Regions from separate parts of the Mus musculus genome. Here region 1 is linked to region 2. The links are chromatin contacts, called in public Hi-C maps. All regions are on one chromosome and are shown on one strand. The core of a region is the stretch at or near the end of the contact, and the rest is flanking DNA. Distances in the headings are between cores, read along the strand shown. Region 1 overlaps Asph (aspartate-beta-hydroxylase). Region 2 has its middle 19 kb from the start of Gm34428.

Region 1 (5,317 bases), core at 2,644-5,143, 490 kb before region 2:
ACTGTTCATGTTTAATTTAGGGCTGATTTTGCATAATTCATCTTTAATTCATAATAAATGCATGTAGTGATGAACAATGGACCAGCTTATATGAAGTAGCCACCTGGGTTTTTATCACCCACTTTTTTATTAGGATTATTTTCACCAAATTTATATTCAGCACTTAAAAATCATTGCACTCCCAGGAACTTACTTTCATTCATAATTTTTTAAAGCTTGTTATTTTGAAATAATCTCAGACTTCCAAAAAGTTACTCAAGTAGGACACGGGTTATATTCTCGGGTCCCTAGCCATTCTGCATTCAACCCCAGCACAGAATTACAGAATTAGCACCTGGTAGCTCACTAGGCCAATACTCAGGTTCTGATCATTTACCAGTCCCCAGGGTTGCTCTTCAACACCCACAAGGCTGCTGTGTCAAGCCTGTAACAGTTCCTCTGGTAGTTCCCACTTAAATACCCATGGGAAATGCAGGCCACTGTTTGCTTAGCTGCCATGCCAGGCAGTCATTTATCATTCAGTATGGTAGCCTCGGGAGCAATGCTGTGTCCTCTGCAGTGATAGCTGAATAGGGTCTGTACTATGACAGATGTCCTTTCCACGGTGATGGCAATGGCCCTGTAATGCTCTTATAGTTATCTTTATGGTCACCATGCATCTGTAACAGTTAGGAATGTTTTCATGTCCCACTCTGCCACTAACTTTAGTGACCATGGACGAATGTTTTAGTGCATGAGGACATCCTAATATGTTGAAGCATGTCCGTAAAGCAATGTGAGACAACCCTTCAGGGTCGTCTTGAAGCACAAAGAAATTCAGAGGGATTTTCTCTAATGCCTCAACAACCTTGACGTCTATCAGTGGTCAGTATGTGGTCACAGCCATGGTCCAGCAGTAACTACATTCTCATTCACAGCTGTAGTCAGTAAGCACGTGTGAAGGGCATCTTGAGTTGGTTGGCCATGGGTTTGTTTCGTTTAATGGTAGCGGTGAGACAAGACGCTCCCACAGTGTTTGAAGCTGTAACATCCTGATCCACCCCGAGTATGGCAGAACTAACTAGGATTTGTTGTGACAGTCACTTCTACAGTCTCTTCTCTAGCACAGTCACTCTTTGCTTTCTTTGAATTCAGGTGCTAAATGTGACACCAAATGATGGCTTCGCTAAAGTGCATTACGGCTTCATCCTGAAGGCACAGAACAAGATATCTGAGAGCATTCCCTACTTAAAGGTAGCTGCCATGGTCTCCTTCCCATATACTCTCTTCCCGGAGTCCTCTGAGGTCCCCTTTGGTTGTGGCTTCCAGTTATGGCGTCTAACTGATTGGCATGACTCACTGAGTCTTCCTAGCCTCAGAGTGCATGTATCTCAGGCAGTTCATACACCTGACTGAATGTCAGGGAGAGACCCCAACTGCATGAGCTACTTTGGTATCATGGTTGCCAAAATTCTCAACAGAAACCATGTAAGGAAAGGTTGATTTGGGTTCTTAGTTTCTGGGAGGTGCTGTGTTTCATTGTGGGGATGGCACAGCAGAGCTCGAAGTGGCAGGAACATGTGACAGTAGATTGTTCAGTTTTGGTCTATGAGCACTAATGAAAGACCAAGAGTGGAGGGTAGAGCAGAGTAACCGTCAAGGCCCACCCCTGGTGAGAGAGTTCTGCAAGCAATGTTCTACAAACTCCCAAACAGTACCTCATGCTGGAGACGGAAGCACAGAGGCATGCAGGAGACACTTCAGCCTACAACAATAACAGCTTGAGCAGACACTATTTGAAAAACACCTTAGGGCTAATGACTCAAAATCTTAAAATATATTATTGCGTTTTCTACCATATTAAACTGCAGTGTGGATAGTTCATGAGAGAGAGAGAGAGAGAGAGAGAGAGAGAGAGAGAGAGAGAGAAAGAAAGAGAGGAAGGAAGGAAGGAAGGAAAGAAAAAAGAAAGATCACTTATATTTATTGTTCACACACTGAATATCTAAACCATGGCTACTGTAACTGAGGAAGGGAATTAAAGTTTAAGTTTAGTTTGCTTTTGTTTGAGTAGGAACAATATGATGGCTAAAAGTTTGACCCACTGTAAAGGAGAGCTGCTGTATACATAGCTCATGTATGCATGAGAGTTTTGAACCCCCTTTATGATAGCAGTATGGCTGGCTTCTGTGACTTCTTCAAACAATGCTTATTGTTGCAATTGCTGCCTGTCTTAAGAATGCCCACACTGTGTGTGGTCAGGCACACTTCTAGCTTCCTATCTGGCCCACAACCCTGGGGCATAGTGCTGAGCATGATGCCCCTCTAGATGGCTTATATTCCCATCTGCCCTGCCTGTCATCAGACACTGCAGACCTTTCCATTTTACCAGGGCTGTGTGGGCATGTGCATTGGTCTGGCTTAAAGTGCGCTCACATTGTCTTCAATTCTGGAGGCCTGATAGTATTCTTCTAGGTACAACAGTGGGCAAGCAAGCAAGAGCTAGGGCAGACATTTAACAAATAAGGATACTCTACACCAGTCAGTCTGTTTTTTGTTTGTTTTGGTTGTTTGTTTTTTGTTTTTGGCTTTTGGTTTTTTGGTTTTTCGAGACATGGTTTCTCTGTATAGCCCTGGCTGTCCTGGAACTCACTTTGTAGACCAAGCTGGCCTCGAACTCAGAAATCCGCCTGACTCTGCCTCCCAAGTGCTGGGATTAAAGGCGTGAGCCACCACGCCCGGCTGTCAGTCTGTTATGTTAGAGGCTATTTTCCAAGACTGTACAAATAGCAGTTCTTCTGAGAGAAGATAATGATCATATATGTTTTCTATTCTTTCATATATATACATATATATGAACATGATATATTATATATTGCATTTTATACATATAACACTATATTATTAATCTTAATATTATAATATGTATACATAATACAATATGGTTTTATTAATACTAATAATATGACAATATTAATAATATTAATTAATGTTACTTAAATATACAATTTTAATGATATATTATATATAATATCATAAAGTACAACATTATACTATTAATATTAATGCTACTGCAATATTAATGATTTTATTGATATTATATTAATTAAATAATTAATAGTAATGATATAATATTATATATGAAATATATTATGTAATGTTCTCAGATATGTATATATATGAAAGAATAGAAAACATATATGGTCATTATCTTTTCTCAGAAGAAATGTCATTTGTGAGATAAAATAGATATATATACACACACACATATATGTATATATACACATATACGTATATATATAACCATGGGTATGTACTCATGTGTATGTGCATCCACATCATGTACTTAGAGGTCAGAGGATGACTTACAGGACCTGGCTCTCTCCTTGCAATATTTGGGACCTGGAGATGAAAATCAGGTCATCAAGCTTGGCAGCAAGTGCCCTCACCCACTGAGCCATCTTGCTAGCCTTTCCTGGGGCAGCCTCAAAGATGTCGTTTATGAAAAGAATACCTGCCATTAAACTATTTCACATTTTTGTTTTTTTTTTCTTTTCCATATTCAGTCTCAGTATTTTCTCTTCCCGTTTTACAATAAGAATCTCATTTCCAGTGCTTTTATGGAGAGAGGGAAGAGCAGAGCAATTCATAATAGAAGCTGTTCAGTAAAAATTACCTGTGTCAAGATTCCAGTTGGTGTTGGCTTGAATCCTGTAAATGTTAGTAAGAAGTTTCATTAGCTGCTTGTGGCACATTTGTTTAGGGTAGAAAGGACTGTCACGTACACTCACACTGTCATCCCTTGAAACACAAGCAAAACAGTGTTTGGGTTCAGGAATAAAAGACTGTAGGTGGCATATGGTCAGACTTGGAGAGCAAAGTCAATGTGGAAAAACCCAGCCAGGGAAACCATCTGCAGCCCTGGAATATGATAGCTCCCCTGTGGCAGTACAGCGTGCTTGCTAATTCCTGGGCTAGTCCACTAGCGGTTAATGATAACCTTGTCGTTAAGTTTAGATTATCTCATTTTATGTTTACATGTAAAATGTGGACCAAACTCATCATCTACTTTTAATAATGAGACAAAATTTTCAAGGTCTTATGTTTTCCTATGAGATGTTTTTGTTCATAAATAAGGAAAATCTACAGAGGTCAAGGGATGAGACCCCCAAATGTCACCCTTCACAGATGGTAACACTGTCCTTTTCCAGGAAGGAATCGAATCTGGGGACCCTGGCACGGATGATGGCCGGTTTTACTTCCACTTGGGGGATGCCATGCAGAGGGTCGGGAACAAAGAGGTACGATTAACTGGGTTTGTGACTTTATTCCAATAGATGATAAACTAGTGGGTGGGGACTTTTACTGCTGGGAATCAGTTAGAACTTTACAAACGTTCTTAGCGTAACTTATGAAGCCAATGTTCTTACAAGATCTTTGGGATTTGGATTTTACAGTTTATTTTTTCCAGTTGGTGTTTTCAGATGTGTAATCTGAAAAGCGCCTCTTTTTTGGGGGGGGGTGTGTTTGTGTGTGTATCTGTGATTGTTTGTGTGTCTGTGTGTGTGTGTGTCTGTGTGTGCATCTGAGCGAGTGTATCTATGTGTGTAGCAAAAGATAATTGCCTTTGAAAAGTATAGTTGAAATTAAGAAATACAGAGTTCTCTAAAATTGATTTAATTTTTAAAACCATTTACATATTTAATGTTTTACTTTGGAATTTCTGCAGTAGTCATTTTTAGAACCAACTATTTGACTAATCCTTAGCATAGTGGTCTTAACGTTTAACCATGTACTTTTCATTTTCAATTTAAGCTGAACATTTATAGCCAGGGCAGTGGCAGGTACCAACGCAAACATGCATGGATGCAGTAACTGAAACAAGTGAATTTTCTTCCTGATCATTACCTTTCTCCTGCGTACAATTGTCAGCCTGTGTAAACATGACATCAGTCGTGAGGTCATGTACCACAGATTTCTAGCCCTTTTATGACCCCCATGATTTGCCTGCCAATAAACAAGGCCTACCTCTTCCGCCCTATACCACTGTAGAAATTCTACTTCAGCTGTCTTCAGAGTCTGAAGATAAAAACACCAACACAACAGTGACCCTTTGTAACCACTGCCCTTCATATGTGACACCTAAGGACAATGCAGCTTCAAATTTCTAGATTTCATAAGAATATAAGACCCTCTGGGCAGCTAGGGGCTCAGAGAAGCAGTGTGACTGCGCAGTCTCCTGCAAGAAACAGGAGTTATTCCGAGTAGTAGCACTTTGATGATTGACACTGTTTTCTTTCTACCTTTCTATTCATGTGTACCTTCCTCCTTTAACCTA
Region 2 (5,470 bases), core at 966-3,465:
TTCGTTTTGCCTTTTTACATCATTGTGCAGCTAGAGGAAGGTGCTCAGACCTTTAAGGATGGAGGCTGATCTCGATGACACATTCCTTTAACACTAGCACTGAGGACTAAGGCCAAAGGGTGGTGAGTTAAAGACCAGCTTGGGGCTATATTATGAGCCTCTCTCAAAAATTCTTAAGTAAGTAAATAATTGTATTATTGGGAACAAGACTACCTAGTACCATCTCTTCATTTTATGTCTGCGGTTGCTACTTCAATGTAATACAACAGAGGAATGCCATCAGCCCTCGGTCTGATTATTGCTTTCTTCCTAAGGGTGTAGGTCAGGTGAATACTGAACTCACTATAAAACCAACTTCCCACATTCTAGGATTGCTTGCAGACATGTGTTATCATGCCAGTTTGTATTGTATTATTTGTTTGTTTCTTTCTTGAGAGAGGAAGGGGTCTCATTCCATAGCTCAGGTGGACTTTAAACTCATAGCCAACCTCCTGCCTCAGCTTCCCAATATCTGGGTTTATAGGCATAAGCCGCCACACTCAGCCTTAATCTGATTTTCTTAAATATTTCCCTTTGTGTGATTTCTGTTCTCTATTAAATGTTATTTATTTAATGTGTAAGTCTGAGTCAAGCCCTCTCTTGTGTGGGGGTGTGGTGTGGGGGTGTGGTGTGGTGTGGGGGTGGGGGTGATGTGGGGGTGTGGTGTGGGGGTGGGGGTGATGTGGGGGTGTGGTGTGGTGTGGGGGTAGGGGTGATGTGGGGGTGTGGTGTGGGGGTGTGGGAAGTGCTTGAGTATTGCCGTGCAGGTGTGGAAGGTCAGAGAACAGCTTTGGGGAGTCTGTTTTTTCTTTCCACCATGTGGTACTCTGGAATCAAGCGCAGGGTCTTGGGCTTGGGCATAAGTGCCTTTGCCTGCTAAGCAGCCTCTCCAGCCCTGTTGCTGTTGCCGATACTGAGTTTTGTCTTTTGCTCGAAAGAATAAAACAGCCTTCAAAATCTCCAGAGATCCGTAACTTAACATGTACAGAATTATAAATTGTCTGACAACTTTTCCTGACATTTCTTTTCTGTGCAGACATGGAAAGTGTGTGCCTAGGAAAGAAGAAAGCAGGGGGATATGACGAGGAAAGGGATTTAATTTTAAGAAGAGAGAAGAGACTTCCACTTGAAGATGACAAAGAACGCACTGGCCACACAGGGGCAAGATGAAGTGGGAGTTTTTTAGAAGATATCACATCTTCTCTTTTGCTCTTTTGCAAGAGCTCACGATGGAGTGGAGTTAATCTTCATCGTTCTCCCGAGAAAGCACAAAATGAACCATCTTAAACTCAGGGAAAAAAAAAAAGCCCCCAACACCATCTGTTGCTCCGCTGAAGCGTTGTAGTGGGGGAGGGGACAAGCCAGTTGTTAAATGGGAAAGCAATCAGGCGCTCAGCTCCCCACACTGCCTTCTGCCTAGAAGCCAGGAAAGAGGTCCAACGAGAGGGTAGAGGATTCCTTTCCTGGGTGCCTGGATTATTAGCCATTGTACGTGGGTGGGTGCACTGGATTACAAACCAGGGTACGTGGGGAAAGACGTAGGTGGCACTTAACCGAAACGAGATAAGTCAAACCAAGGCGCCAAGGGCTGCTTAGGAAAGGATTTCCCTCCTTCAACCCCGATCAGTATCATCTGATGGTTGTTTACTTGTTAAACTATCGTTAGATTGAACATAAGTGTAAAAATAGTCTTAAAAACAAGGCGCAGCTCTCCATTATCCCAACAACACATGGCTTTGACTGTTTCAGAAAGGGAAATAAAATATTTAAAACAGGTTTTTATCTGGGCTGTGCGTCTAAACGTGCAACGGCCCCTTGGAACGGAGCCCTGGTGGAGCAGAGAAAAGCCGTGGGTTGTGGAGGGACGGCTGGCTTCCCGGTGATGTGGGACAAATGGCAGGTCAGTCACATCTAGTCGTTGATGGGGAATGAGAGCAGGCGTCCACTGACAGAAAACAAGCCTCCAGCCTCCACAGTCAGAGTCTCTCCGGGCTGTCCCCGTGCTTCAGGGTGACCCACAATAACAAAGCCCACGGGAGCAGTTTACTCAATAGCTTCGAGCATTGTCCTAACCGTGAATCTTTGCAGAGACTGAGACTTGGCCACCCTGGCAGTCGCGGCGACTCCCCCAACTCCGCAGCCCAGGGTTGGGCTGATACCTCGCGGCCGTGGTACTAGACGCTGCCGGAAGATGGCGCACGAAGATACCGACTCAATCGAGGGTGCCGAGAGCTACTGTGGACTGGGCGGCCGAAGAGGGATTTTGATTCATTAAAAAACATAAATTGTACTTGATGAACAACAATAATAATAATAAACTGACTACTGGATTCCACAGAGATGAATTTTTAAATCCCTGAAATCAAGTTATTTAAATTATTTAATTTAATTTGCTAAATTTCAGTAACTGCTATGTAATGGTGCATGCCGGGCGTTTAGGTTTTATAGCGTCTAAATGCTTCTCTTTACGGTGATTGCTGCAGTTGCACGGTCACCAGAGAACTCTGTCCCCATCTCCAAGCTGTGTAAACAAATTGAGGCGAGAGTAATTACACACTGAGAGGAAGGCAAGAAGAAGCCATGGAAGCCAGAGAGAGCCCCAGCGACAAAATAACACCTTAAAAGGGCTCAAAGATCAATGCTGGTGACTTTACTAAAATCATCCAGGGGGGCCAAACCTAAACTAAACAGTGCCTGGTGGTTCTTATAGCAGGATCTTCCTCTCAGGAAAATAAAATCTATAGTCACATTGATATTACACCTTAAACTGTTTAAGTTCGTGAATGTACATTTTAACTAGCTTCCCAGCTAGAAAATTTGTGCCCAGAAAAATCTAGAAACTTTGTTCCTCCTATGAGCAAGGAATGATTTCGGCAGCCAAATATAAGTCTTTTCATTAAAGGAACCCTCACATTCTCCTTTGTGAAGTTCCAACGTGCACGCCATATTTGCACGAACAGCTATGTCTAATTTGCACAAACAGGAAGTTGCACACGAATATATTATCTTAAATCTGTGTGTGTGCGCGCGCGAGCACATGCACACGTGTGTGCATATGGGGGTATACATGCTGTCTGCACACTACGCTTCTCCATTGTTTTCGGCATAACTGATTTTGGCACCAGCTCGTTAGCACTTTGGAAGGGCCTTCATTAGCACTGGGACAGTAGCCAAAAGGAATCCAGAAAAATCAACACATGGCTGCTCCTGTTCTCACGATAAACGACAGCTTTCCTGGAAAACAACAACATTCGAGAAGCAAAACAAAAACCCACAGCAACAAGAGCGCAACAACATGAACACAGGAAGTCAGACATCACCAACTAGGAGTTTTTTAATTTTTAAATTTATTTACTTATTCAGATTTTTTTTTTTTTTTACAATTCTGGGTACTCTCACCCAATTAAAGATATAAATAACAAAAGTACATTAGGAACCCAAGGGGAAGAAACTAGGCTTTGTAGTGGGGGGAGATGCTGGGAAACAGCCTGGCATTTGCGGCCACACCAACCCCCAAACCAAAAGTGGTCCACGGAAACTTCCATGCCTAATCCACGGTTCTTTGGAACCTGAGTTCTGACAAGAGCCCTTCTGGGAAAACAGAATTCCCCTCTTTGTGTGAATATCTCATCTCGAAACCGGTAGTAGGAAGTTGGGTTGCTCAGGTACTTTGATAGTATTCTGGGAAAACGGTGATATCTAAACTGGTCAAAACTGGTAGCAAACCATATAGCTTGTTAGCCTAATACAGGTCCTCACACTCATGCCGTAGCCAAAGCAGTAGCCAAATCATACAGGACGGTTCCTCAAAGGGTTAACTCTTTGCAAGTCAGCTGTCAAAAGGAAGCATGCTGGTCTTTTAAGACTCCATGGAGGCTTTGCCCTAGACTGCCCTTCCCACTGGGTCTCAAGAGAAGGCACCGGGCTTGGCCCCTCCTCCTTAGCCCTTTGCCCTCTCTGCCCTGGGTTTCTGTTAGAGTTTCTCAATTGTTTGCACTGAACTTTCTTGAAATTTCTCAAGGAAAGGGGAGAGAGGAACGAGAAGGCAGTGAAATAAAGGTAGAAAAAGTCCGGAGCATGCATTAGTCACGTGATCCAGAACAAGCCATGAATACACAAGGGCCAAGGGAAAGCAGTGTCTACCTGGAAGCCCTCAGTGTGGCACTCACTCAAGGTGGTACTCACTCAGGGTGGCACTCACTCACTTAGGGTGATACTGAGGGTGGCACTCACTCAGGGTGGTACTCACTCAGGGTGGTACTCACTCACTTAGGGTGGTACTCAGGGTGGCACTCACTCACTTAGGGCGGTACTCAGGGTGGTACTCACTCAGGGTGGCACTCACTCACTTAGGGTGATACTGAGGGTGGCACTCACTCAGGGTGGTACTCAAGTCCTGAGAAGAAAGGAAGCTGCCTGTGCATAAGTGGCAAGAAACCTGAGGAAGGCAGCCTACAAGTATGGCTCTGGAGGAATTCAAAATTCAGACCGAGCAGGTTGTGGGTCCCAGAAAAGAAGCTTCAGGCTCATTCATTCATTCATTCATTCATTCATTCCACAGGTATTTACTTATTTCTTCTGAAAAGACAGGCAGAGCTGAAGCATCAGGCACATCTTCTTCACATCCTGACTCACTCAAACCTTGGACACAGAATTAGAGAGACAGGGATAAAAAGGCTGCGAACCTGGGGACTGACAAGATCAAGTCCCAGAGTTGAGTATTTCTAAAGTGGTGTGTGTGTGTGTGTGTGTGTGTGTGTGTGTGTGTGTGTGTGTGTCTGTGTGTCTGTGTCTGTCTGTGTGTGTCTGTGTGTGTCTCTGTGTCTCTGTGTGTGTCTGTGTGTGTTTTATATTAGTGTGTGTGTGTCTGTGTTTGTCTGTGTGTGTCTGTATGTGTCTGTGTCTGTGTTTGTCTCTGTGTGTCTCTGTGTGTCTGTGTGTGTCTTAGTGTGTGTGTGTGTGTGAATGTGCATGTCTACGTGCGAGTGTGTGTTGTGTATGAGTTTGTCTGTCTATGAGTGTGTGTCTGTCTGTATATGTGACTGTGTCTCCCTGTGTAAGTATGTGTGTCTGTCTGTCTGTCTGTCTGTCTGTCTCTGTTTAAGTGCGTCTATTTCTGTTTGTCTGTGTCTGTCTGTGTGTCCCTGTGTGTCAATGTCTCTGTGTGTGTGTGTGTGTGTGTGTGTGTGTGTGTGTGTGTGTGTGTTCAGCACCTTAAACTGCCTGGAAGCAGCCTGCAGGCTGAGCACACACTCTCCCAGGAGCTGAGCCACAATTCCAAATCATAGCTGAAGTATCTGTTGACAACAGCTCATCCTTACAAATGGCTCCATCTCAGGATATTGCTGATAATTATTGTGAATACGCTCACACAGTCTCATGTCTGACAGAATGGTTTCACTTTCCAGCAAGGGCCAGAAAGCCAATTGAA

What was found. Hi-C and Micro-C count contacts between places; a contact is called where the count stands out from the background.
Region 1: a contact with region 2 is called in a Hi-C map of cerebellar granule neurons, with 1.7 times the contacts expected there. The contact joins two enhancer-like sites. A contact is called at or near these places in 4 of 484 Hi-C or Micro-C datasets (the N1E-115 cell line, cerebellar granule neurons, cortical neurons and 1 more) and 2 of 115 datasets of contacts at active chromatin or transcription factors (acute myeloid leukemia and stem cell-derived neural progenitor cells).

What each region holds. Positions count from the first base shown.
Region 1 is chr4:9,513,552-9,518,868 of GRCm38.p6, reverse strand. It overlaps Asph (aspartate-beta-hydroxylase), which reads left to right. Exons shown (of 24, transcript NM_023066.3): 18 at 1,135-1,233; 19 at 4,191-4,280. Among named protein-coding and RNA genes, the nearest start is that of Asph, 150 kb to the left of the region's middle. Within about 2 kb of position 3,893, at least 8 of the 459 cell types and tissues checked have an H3K27ac peak or open chromatin away from gene starts, as enhancers often do. A contact at or near this core is called in cerebellar granule neurons, where this site is marked.
Region 2 is chr4:9,024,701-9,030,170 of GRCm38.p6, reverse strand. No RefSeq gene overlaps it. Among named protein-coding and RNA genes, the nearest start is that of Gm34428, 19 kb to the right of the region's middle. Within about 2 kb of position 2,215, at least 164 of the 459 cell types and tissues checked have an H3K27ac peak or open chromatin away from gene starts, as enhancers often do. A contact at or near this core is called in cerebellar granule neurons, where this site is marked.